2 separate regions of the Rattus norvegicus genome follow, and region 1 is linked to region 2. The links are chromatin contacts, called in public Hi-C maps. All regions are on one chromosome and are shown on one strand. Each heading gives the region's core, a stretch centred on a gene start, on an enhancer-like site or on the middle of the called end of the contact. The rest is flanking DNA. Distances are from core to core; before and after follow the strand shown.

The links. A called contact is a pair of places that touch in the nucleus more often than the background predicts.
Region 1: a contact with region 2 is called in a Hi-C map of Schwann cells, with 4 times the contacts expected there. The contact joins the enhancer-like site here to the promoter of Pstpip2 in region 2. A contact is called at or near these places in 2 of 12 Hi-C or Micro-C datasets (Schwann cells and hepatocytes).

The regions. Positions count from the first base shown.
Region 1 is chr18:73,744,735-73,749,437 of GRCr8, forward strand. The region is part of intron 27 of Epg5 (ectopic P-granules 5 autophagy tethering factor); the gene reads left to right. Among named protein-coding and RNA genes, the nearest start is that of Siglec15, 50 kb to the right of the region's middle. Within about 2 kb of position 1,872, at least 5 of the 93 cell types and tissues checked have an H3K27ac peak or open chromatin away from gene starts, as enhancers often do. A contact at or near this core is called in Schwann cells, where this site is marked.
Region 2 is chr18:73,584,518-73,589,035 of GRCr8, forward strand. It overlaps Pstpip2 (proline-serine-threonine phosphatase-interacting protein 2), which reads left to right and starts at 1,630. Exons shown (of 15, transcript NM_001271281.1): 1 at 1,630-1,838. The coding sequence starts at 1,806.

The DNA of each region.
Region 1 (4,703 bases), core at 622-3,121, 160 kb after region 2:
AGGCTTCCTGCGAATAGCCCTCTCATATTACTCATTCTTCCATCATTCATCTCTCTAGTCTCAGCTCTGACTACACTTCCGGGCTTTAAACCCATATTGGCTCTCCAGGTCTACAGCCCTTTATAGCCCATTTTGATTTTCCTTTTACAGAGCAAGAGAATCCCATTTTGAAACTCTTGACTATTTCTCAAGCAGTCCGGGTTTAGCCACTGAGCTTTATCCACTCTGAGATACACGTGGTCACACTGGTGCACACCCTGCTGCTTCTGTCCTGTTCCACACACGCCTTTCTTAGCCTTCACACCCACTGCTGCAGCGTGCATTGTGAGAGGTCTGTTCTGGTCAGACTGACGAGCCGTACCTCTCCTGTACTTAATGTGTCGTAGTCACCTTTCCTCTTCCCCTGCCAGGCAGATTCTGTGGGAACAGTTTCCTTACTCGTGTGTATCATCTCTCCATACCGTCTAGGGCACCACGGGCACGGTCTTGTCAGGCCGTGACAGTGATGCTGCGTGTGTCATGAACTCTGTGGCTGTCCGCAGGCTTCGAGTCACATGAGCTCAGTGACTTCATATCTGTGTTGACCGTGCTTCACAGTCAGCAGGTGCCTTCCCTGGGCTCCTGAGGGAGCTCTGCAGAGAGCGTTTGGCTATGAGTGATGTGGTGAGGCTTTTTCTAGTAAGCTGCACTCGTTCTTTGCTTACGATTATCTTTTGGTCTTAGGCACTCTAATGCTTCAGGGACAAATCCCACTCGACTCTTACTTGGCCGCAGGCTCCCGTTCTAGAAGAGCAGAAGGATGTTGCATGTGTGACCCTAGATGACCTTTGCATACTGTAGACTTCTGAGACACTTGCTTACAGTAGCTCAGTAAACTTTTACAGACTGAGAATGAGTTACAGAAACAGGTTCACATTTACTAACAGACTTTCCAGGTAACACAGCTACGTCATTCGGTTAGAATCATCATGGTCCATCAAAAGCCAATTTTCAGTGTTGTTGTTACTGCTATTGTTGTGTTGCCTGGGATTGAACCTAGGGCCTCATACATGCTGGACAAGTGCTTTATCACTGAGCTCCATCTCCAGTCCTCATATCCCCCTGTGTCCGGGACTGGTGTTTCTCAGTCAGTGCTGCTTTAACTGTTTCTGAAGACAAGCAGTGTGCGCCACAGGAGTTGGTAATGACGGGAACACCTCACTTTAAATGACCACGTGCACTACTCTGTCTGACTCTGTCATTATAGAATCCGTGATCTTAATTGAGCATTTTGTTCTAGATCAGTTTCTAAACATTAATTTCATGGAAAAAGTCATTTTACAGTCAAAAATTTCAAATATAAAAGGTCCATTTATAAAGATTTTGTATTCATTTTCCTAATAACAATTTTCTGGGTATTTATTTCCAGCTGTCTGTGAGTCTTTGGCCTGGTGTAGTTTATCTGGAGATATCTTAGAGAGGCCGAGTGTGTTTCATGAGGAGAGAGGCGTGTCTTCTGTGGTCTCCAGTCCAGCAGCAGCTTTTCATCCAGTGATCTTCCCTGAGGAAGTGGAGTGATTTATGAATGGCTCTTTTGTTGTTAGTATTGAAGGGCGTGTTTGCTAGACCCAGGATTGATTTATTCTCAAGTGAACAATTTTTCCACTCCTAGAAATAAAAGGTGGAAAAGACCCACGGAGGGCCTCCTACTTCTTTAAAACCGTGTGAAAGGACATGTTTTGGCCAACTTTTCTTTGATTTATTAAAATTACTGAAACGGAGGGGCTCCCACCATGCTGCTTTGATCTATTTTCTCCAGCGTCTTGGAGTCCTTCATGCTTCTCATACCTATTTTTAGTGGTGGGAAAGTGTGCAGACTTATGCAGCATTGGTGAGTTACATAACAAAGTTATGGTGAAAGGGAAGATAGGTTCGCTTAAAGGTCTGCTGTGTGGAACAGACAGGACCGGTGCTCTTCAAGACTCTGAATGTAGCATTCGTGAAGGTTTCATTTAAACACGTTAAGTTAAAATAGTTTACACAGGGTGTAATAATGGCCGTGGTAGCTGAGGACCAGTTCTGAGTGGGTGGATCCATGAGGTTAAATGCCACTGCCTACCCGTGTGATGAGAAAGTCTGAGAGGGAAGGACTTCACCATCTCAGTTGTGCCTCAGGATCAGTCCCACCTTAACACCGGCTGTCCACCAGGTCCTCCAGGTCCCTGCCCCCGACTCTCCGGTGACTGGACCATCTTATTCTGTTCCCACACCTGAAATCTGTCTAAGACATTTTCCTGTCTGCTCACCTGGCCCTCCTCAACTCCAGCAGCCAGTTTAACAGGAGGTGTGTCTCTCACTTTCCTTTTGACCACGCCCTTCCTCCTACTTAGTTCCGATTTAATAGGAAAGCTACAGAAGAGGCGTTGTTGCGGTGGCTGCCTACTGCAGCATGGCACTCCATGACAAGTACTCAGTCCCTTCCTGCTCTGGCCACCAGGCTGCACAGTAGCATGCATGGCTTTCGGCCAGCTAAGTGTGCGTTCCCTTTTGTCAGTGAACTGGAAGGGCTGAGCTAGTGTCAGATTCTCTTGCACACAGGTACCAATAGGAATTCCAACCATAGTGATAATCCTTTTCATTAGCAATAAAGAGGCTTTTGAAGATCAGCCTTTAAAACTCTGTCATCCTGAGCATGACTGTGCTAAGGGCTGATACCAAGGGGAGAGGCCTAGGTCTCAGTCTTCCTTGTTTCTTGGGTGTTTTCATTCGTTCTGTGTGACAGATATGAATCTAGAGGCACCAGTCAATCACTTTCCAGTTGGGGTACTTACAGTTTTTCTTTTCTACCACTGAAGTAATGAACCCTGTGTGGGCATACAAATGTGAGTTCTAGGATAAAAGAATATAGTGTGGTTGGGAAGATGGCAGTTGCTGTGTACTCATAGGGAGCCAGATGCCAAGCACCCATGTTAATAGTGCAGGACAGATGCAGTAGCCTGCCCGGTCCTCAGTGCTTCTGAGGCAGTCACAGGGAATCCCTGGGGCAAGGTGGTTAGCAAGTTTAGCCCCATTGGTATGTATTAGGTTCAAGTGAGAGAAGACACCCACCATCAAACTCTTGTGTCTACATGCATTTGCCCTTGCATCTGTATATGCTTGTGAACACACATGTACTCGTGACTCTTACATGCTATGAACATACATGCATACCATGTACATACAGACATGGCAAACAAAGTAATAATCATTAAAAAAAGAGCACAGTATATTCTTTGTGATTAGATAGGCTATGCATCTGTGATGGCCTTCTGGTCTAATAACTGTTGCCTTGAAGTTGGGCCCAGGGTGCCCAATTTGGAGCATTTCCTGAAGATATTTTACTATGAGCACTTGTGACACAGAACTCTTCTAGTTAAAAGCCACTGACACCAACCAGGAAGCAACCTCATATCTATCTTTGTGGTGCATCCTGGGCCTAGGATATCCTATGCATCTATTCATATCCTAAAAAGAAGACCAAAAATGCACAGACAAAACCACAGTCAGTTAAGAGGAAGGCTGTGTTAGTAACTACCTCTGGTGGGGAAAGACACAATTTTTAAAAGAATAGACTTTTGATAAACTTTTTTCCCCCACAAAGCTCCTTTAATTCTTATTTTTCACATTATCTTAGTTAGGGTTTTACTGCTGTGAACAGACACCATGACCAAGGCAACTCATATAAGGACCACATGTAATTAGGGCTGGCTCACAGGTTCAGAGGTTCAGTCCATTATCATCAAGGTGGGAACATGGCAGCATCCAGGCAGGCATGGTGCAGGAGCTGAGAGTTCTACAACATCATCTGAAGGCTGCTAGCAGAATGCTGACTTCCAGGCAGCTAGGATGAGAGTCTTTATAGTCCACACCCACAGTGAGGGACCTACTCCAACAAGGTCACACCTTCTAATAGAGCCACTCCCAGGGGCAAGCATATACCAACCATCACACACATGTTTCCTAAGAGTCAGACCAATTGACCAGGAACTAATCTGTTGGCCGGTTGTTCTTTCTTTGACATGCAATTGATTGGGTTCATCCCCCTTCCCAACCATATTGCTTAAGAGAAGTTGTGAAAATATATTAAAATAGATATCATTGTCTCTGCAAACTAGCCTCCTTTCTCAGTGCCCCTTGCCCACTACCTACCAAGAGATTAAAAGAAAAAGATGTGCAGGGCAGAAAAATAAGAAATATCCTGACCGCTGCTCAGAGTTCTCTTCTCAGTGAGGGAAGATGCTATTTGCTGGTTCTGTTGTTTGATGGGATTTGAACAAGTGAAACATAAGAAAAATAGGATATGTTTTATCAAATATTCTTAATTATTGATAAGAGTTCATCATTAGATCAGTTTATAGGCAAATATATAGACATAAGCTTTGATGTTTTTGTAAGAAAATGCCTTTAAGCCAGGTGTGGTGGCACATGTCTGAAGTGCAAACACTTGGGAGTTTAGAGGCGAGGGAATCAGGAGTTCAAGGTTCGTCTGGGCTAAAGAGTGAGTTTTAGGCCAGCAATGTTATGTGAGTCCTTATAGAACACACAAATGATAAAAGAAAAATTATATTTAATTTAGATTTGACTCAACATAAAAAATGAGTTCTTTAATAGTTCTACTCTAAGTGATGGGGGTTGAAATTAGAGCCTGTGTAGTAGGCAAGTACTCTTATCTCTGAGGGCTACAG
Region 2 (4,518 bases), core at 380-2,879:
GGAGGGGACAGGAGAGGAGAGGGAGAAAGTTAAAAATCGTGTCCTCAGTGCTCTGGCTTCCTGAAGCCCTCAGTGTCGTGTGTAGTCCACCCACACCTGCAGAAAGGCCGCTCTCCCCCCCTCCTGGTGCACATTTGGCCTCTGCTGCTTCCTGCAGTTATAGCTGGGCTTCCCTGCCTTGGGTCTAACCTCACTGTTTTTTTTATTATTTGATTTAGTTTTTTACGTGTATGGGTGTTTTGCAGGCATGCATATCTGTGTGCCACCTGCATGCCTTTATTAGCAAAAACATACTAAGTGGACGTTAGATTCCTTGGGTCTGGAGTTAGAGGGTTGCTGTTAGCTGTCACGTGGCTGCTGGGAATTGAACCCAAGTCCTCTGGAAAATGAGCCGGTGCCTCTAACCTCAGTAAAGAACCGGGTTGATGGGTTGGGGATTTAGCTCAGTGGTAGAGTGCTTGCCTAGGAAGCACAAGGCCCTGGGTTCGGTCCCCAGCTCCGAAAAAAAGAACCAGAAAAAAAAAAAAAAAAAAAAAAGAACCGGGTTGATGGATACATGTCCTTGGAGAGTAACAGGTCTGGAGGCTCTCGCTCACCTCTGTCGTGACAGGTGACCTTGCTGGTAGGACTTGGGGGAAGAGTGAATGAGCAGAACCTTCGTGAGCTTCCTCTAGTCATTCACGATTGTCGAGTGCTGTGTCCGGGTCTAACTAGAGCCTGCTGCAGAAGCGAATGCTGCTTTGCCATGACGGGAACCGGGCTCGGTGTCAGTCTGGGCTACTTAGTCTTCATTCTCTTCCCTATGAGCACTTCTTATTCAGAAAGAAAGACATTGGTCCTGTTGGGAAGGACAGACTTCTAGCTTTGGTCTCTCCATCCCCTAAGTAAGTGTGAATCGGGGCAATCTTTCAGCTCTCGAGTTTCGGGCTGGGCACTGGGCACACAGAACAGAGTACCTTGTCTATTACCAAGCAAGGAGGAGTCAGACCTGTCCTGGAGTACTATTTGGTTTGTCTGTGTATGAGGAAAGATCTCCCACTGTAGCCCCAGGCTGGGCTTGAACACCTAGTGTCAGCTTCTTCTGTACTGGGATTACCCGTGTGAGCCTCGGTTTTCCTCCATCGGTTCTATCTTAGAAGAGTTAGAGCCTAGGGGGAGCAGAAAGCAACCTGGCTTTTACAGCAGGGTGGGACTGGTGGTGAAGAGACCTTAACTGAGTTCAGGACAAGATATGTAGAGCTAACAGGAAACATCGGTAACGCAATATAATCGGCAGTTTAGACCCGCAGTCCCCTCCGGGGCGGTGCGTGCGCACCATTCCTTGTAGCATCAGCACCGTAGGCGACGTTTTAAGCGTCTCTTAAGGTTTCTATTGATCCACAGTCTGAATTTCTAGGTCGAGAGGTCCTGGTGGGAAGAGCCCAGAGTGGGCTGGGGAGAATGACCGGTTCTGTTCAGAGGTCCCGCAGGCTGGGGCCCCGGACTGGCCGCCGCAACCCGCAGAGCTACTGGGCCGGCCCCGCCCTAGGGCCAGGGCGGGTGACCCTCTGCAGGTGCGCGGCGCGGGCGGGGCGCGGGGCGGGCGCAATCGGGCGTGGTTTAGGACCCGGGGCGGCTTCCCGGAGCGACAGTGGAACTCCGAAGTTGCGCCGGACCTTGGCCCTGACAGTCGGAGCTCTCCTCTCGATCCGGCCGTCCTCCCTCCGTCCTCCCGCTGTCCTCCGTCCGCCGTCCTCAGCCGCCCGCCGTCCTCAGCCGCCCTCCGTCCTCCGCGCCCAGCCCTCCGCTCCCAACCCGGCGCCGGCATGACGGGTTCGCTGTTCAAGGGGAACTTCTGGGTAAGTCAGAGTGGCGCACGGCGGCCCGGAGCGCACGCGGGAGCGAGTCCCCGGGCTGTGCCTCTATCCTAAGAGTCCGCTCCCGGGATCGCGCGGCTCCAGGGGCGCGCGCTCCCGGGAACACCTGGGCCCTGACGTCACCCCTCGTTCTCACGCTTGAAAACTGAAGCCCAAAAGGAGGAGAGTTCAGGCTCTCGGGTGCCCCAAGCCCTGGGAGAAGCGGGATGGGGCGTGTGAGCAGTCACTCTGGGGTTCTCGGCCCGAGCTTTGCCCTGCCTGGCAACCCCGCTTTCTGAGTTCCCTCCCAGCCCACAGAGAGCCCCAGGAAGGTTAGCGCGCGCGCGTGTGACCTGAGAGCTGATTCTGTCGTAGCGGTGCAGGTCCTAGGTAGCAGGTCTTCTCTCACCTTCCACTTAGACATCTTTTTCGCATTCCCTTTACCCTGTAGCTACACTACAAGGGTCCTTTTCCTCCTGAACTCGGAGGAAACACCACTCTCCCTTTAAGACAGGGCAAGGAGCTGTCCACTTGAGAGCTGACACACAACTACCGAGCGGCTCAGTCTTTTTTTAGGACCCTGACTGTTCTCGGTTAACTTCGGAGCTGCCTACCACACCACTCATCTGCCGTGACCCCAGCGGCAGCTAGAGCCTATCACCTCCCATTCGCTTGAGGTTTTGAGATCCTTCTGGGGGCACTGACCATAAGGCGAAGGGCCAGGGTAGCATTACAGCAAGGGTTAGTAACCTTAAACTTGGTCCTCTCAGGAGGCCTGGGAAATCTTCACAACTTTTTACGCTGTGGGAAAAAAAGGACAGACCTTTATGCAGATCATAGTAGAGTGGGCTTTTTGGCTAATGACGGAGGTACAGAGGCTTAAGAGGATAGTATGTTCGCACCATCCGGGGTGTGGCAGCAGCACATCTGGTTCTGGATCAGGCTCAATCAAGTGTCAAGGAAAAGACTGATGGCTCCCTTCGGCTCTGGAGTTCAGTTAAGAGCCCAAGACCCTTCTTCACCGGTCCCAGCACCCAGCAACAAGAGCCAGGCGTTCTTTCTTTCCCCTCCAACTCTTCTCAAAAATAAAAAAAGAAAAAGAGAAAAAGAAAAAAAGAAAAAAGAAAAAAAAACAGCCGGAAGTGTCGTGACTCACACCTGAAATCTCAGTGCTGGGGAGGCTGAACCATCATCATTTTAAGCCACTGGCAACCCCAGCTATCCCACCTACACTCTGGCAGGACTGGTGACAAGGAGGGGCAGAGTGAAGTCTGAGTTGAGGCCTATGGTGAAGGTCTTAGGAGCCCTGCTGTTGGTGGCAAGTTTCTGGTCCACTTTCAAAAGTTACCTGAGATCCCAGAAACTGTGCACACGTGTCTTGTTCCACACTTCCAGCAGTCATTCGATTCAGATAACGAAAAAGACTGCATTGTTTATTGTGTAGTTTATTAGGTTCTTTAAATGCTTTCCCCACATCACTCCACAGTGCCTCCCAGTTTCCCTCGGAGGGAACTGACTCACCATGGTATTTGACTGATGAGGAAACTGTCAGGGAGTTAAGCAACATTCTCAAAGCCCTGGAGCTGACCAATAGTGGCCCAGAGCTCTGCATGAACTAAATGCTCACCCAAGTGTCTTCAAAAGGGTGGCATGGAGAGAGCACACCATAGAGAAAATGTCTGTATTGCTCTTTCCCAGTGCCTGCGGTGGGTGTGGGACATGTTGGGCCGTCCTGTGGCTGTTGCTGGAGTCTCCTTTTTGCTTCGGCTGGGCCAGGAGCTCTTGGAGGGTAGATGCAATTTTCCCACCAGCTGGGTTCTTAGCACCAGCTACAGTACTGGGATTGTGGATCCCTAGGGCCAGGTGGATAAGACTGGGGCAGGAGATAAATCACAGGACGTGGGAGAAAGAGACAGAGGGAGCTGTTGGAGAAGAAAGGTTGCTCACTTTAAATAGCCATGCTTTTAGGGAATAGGGGAAAGTCTTTTGACTGAGTTGAGGCTTGTGACAGTGGCAGTGACAGTAACAGTGACAGTGACGGATAAGAACATTTTGACTGGATGAAGCAAAAGCGAAAAAAAAAAACAAACAAAAAACAAAAACAAAACTTTGAAAGCATAAGCAGGCACTGGGTTCCTGGGTTTGATAAACTCGGATGAAATACTTTCTGTATGCGAAGAGCTCTAGTAGGTCTGGCTTTTGCTGGGGTTAAGCCTGTTGCAAGCGTCTCTGGAACATGGACATCTCTTGAGGAAGGGGAATAGAGGGGGAAGTTTTGACCTGAGTTGCTTGACCTCAAGAATAGAGAAGAGGGCTGGCTGTGGCAGCTCATGTCTATAATCCCGACAGAGTCTGAGGCAGGAGGATTAAGAGTTGAAGCCAGGTTGGGTTATATAGTTGAACTTTGTCTCAAAAAATGTAAACAAAGAATATAGAGGGGTCTGGAGTCTGGGGATGGGGAATGGGGATGGAGGATGGGGATGGGGGATGGGGATGGGGGGATGGGGAATGGTTAGCCAAGAAAGCTGGACCAGGGGAGCCTGCTCCAGGGTGGAGACCATGGAGTGGAAAGGGAGGCAGATATAGAAACCACAGAGATAAGAGACAGTCACAGGCCAGGGAAGTCAAGTGAGGGTCACCAGCAGAAGGAAGGAGAGGGCCCCGAGCTGGCTTCAGAAGGGGA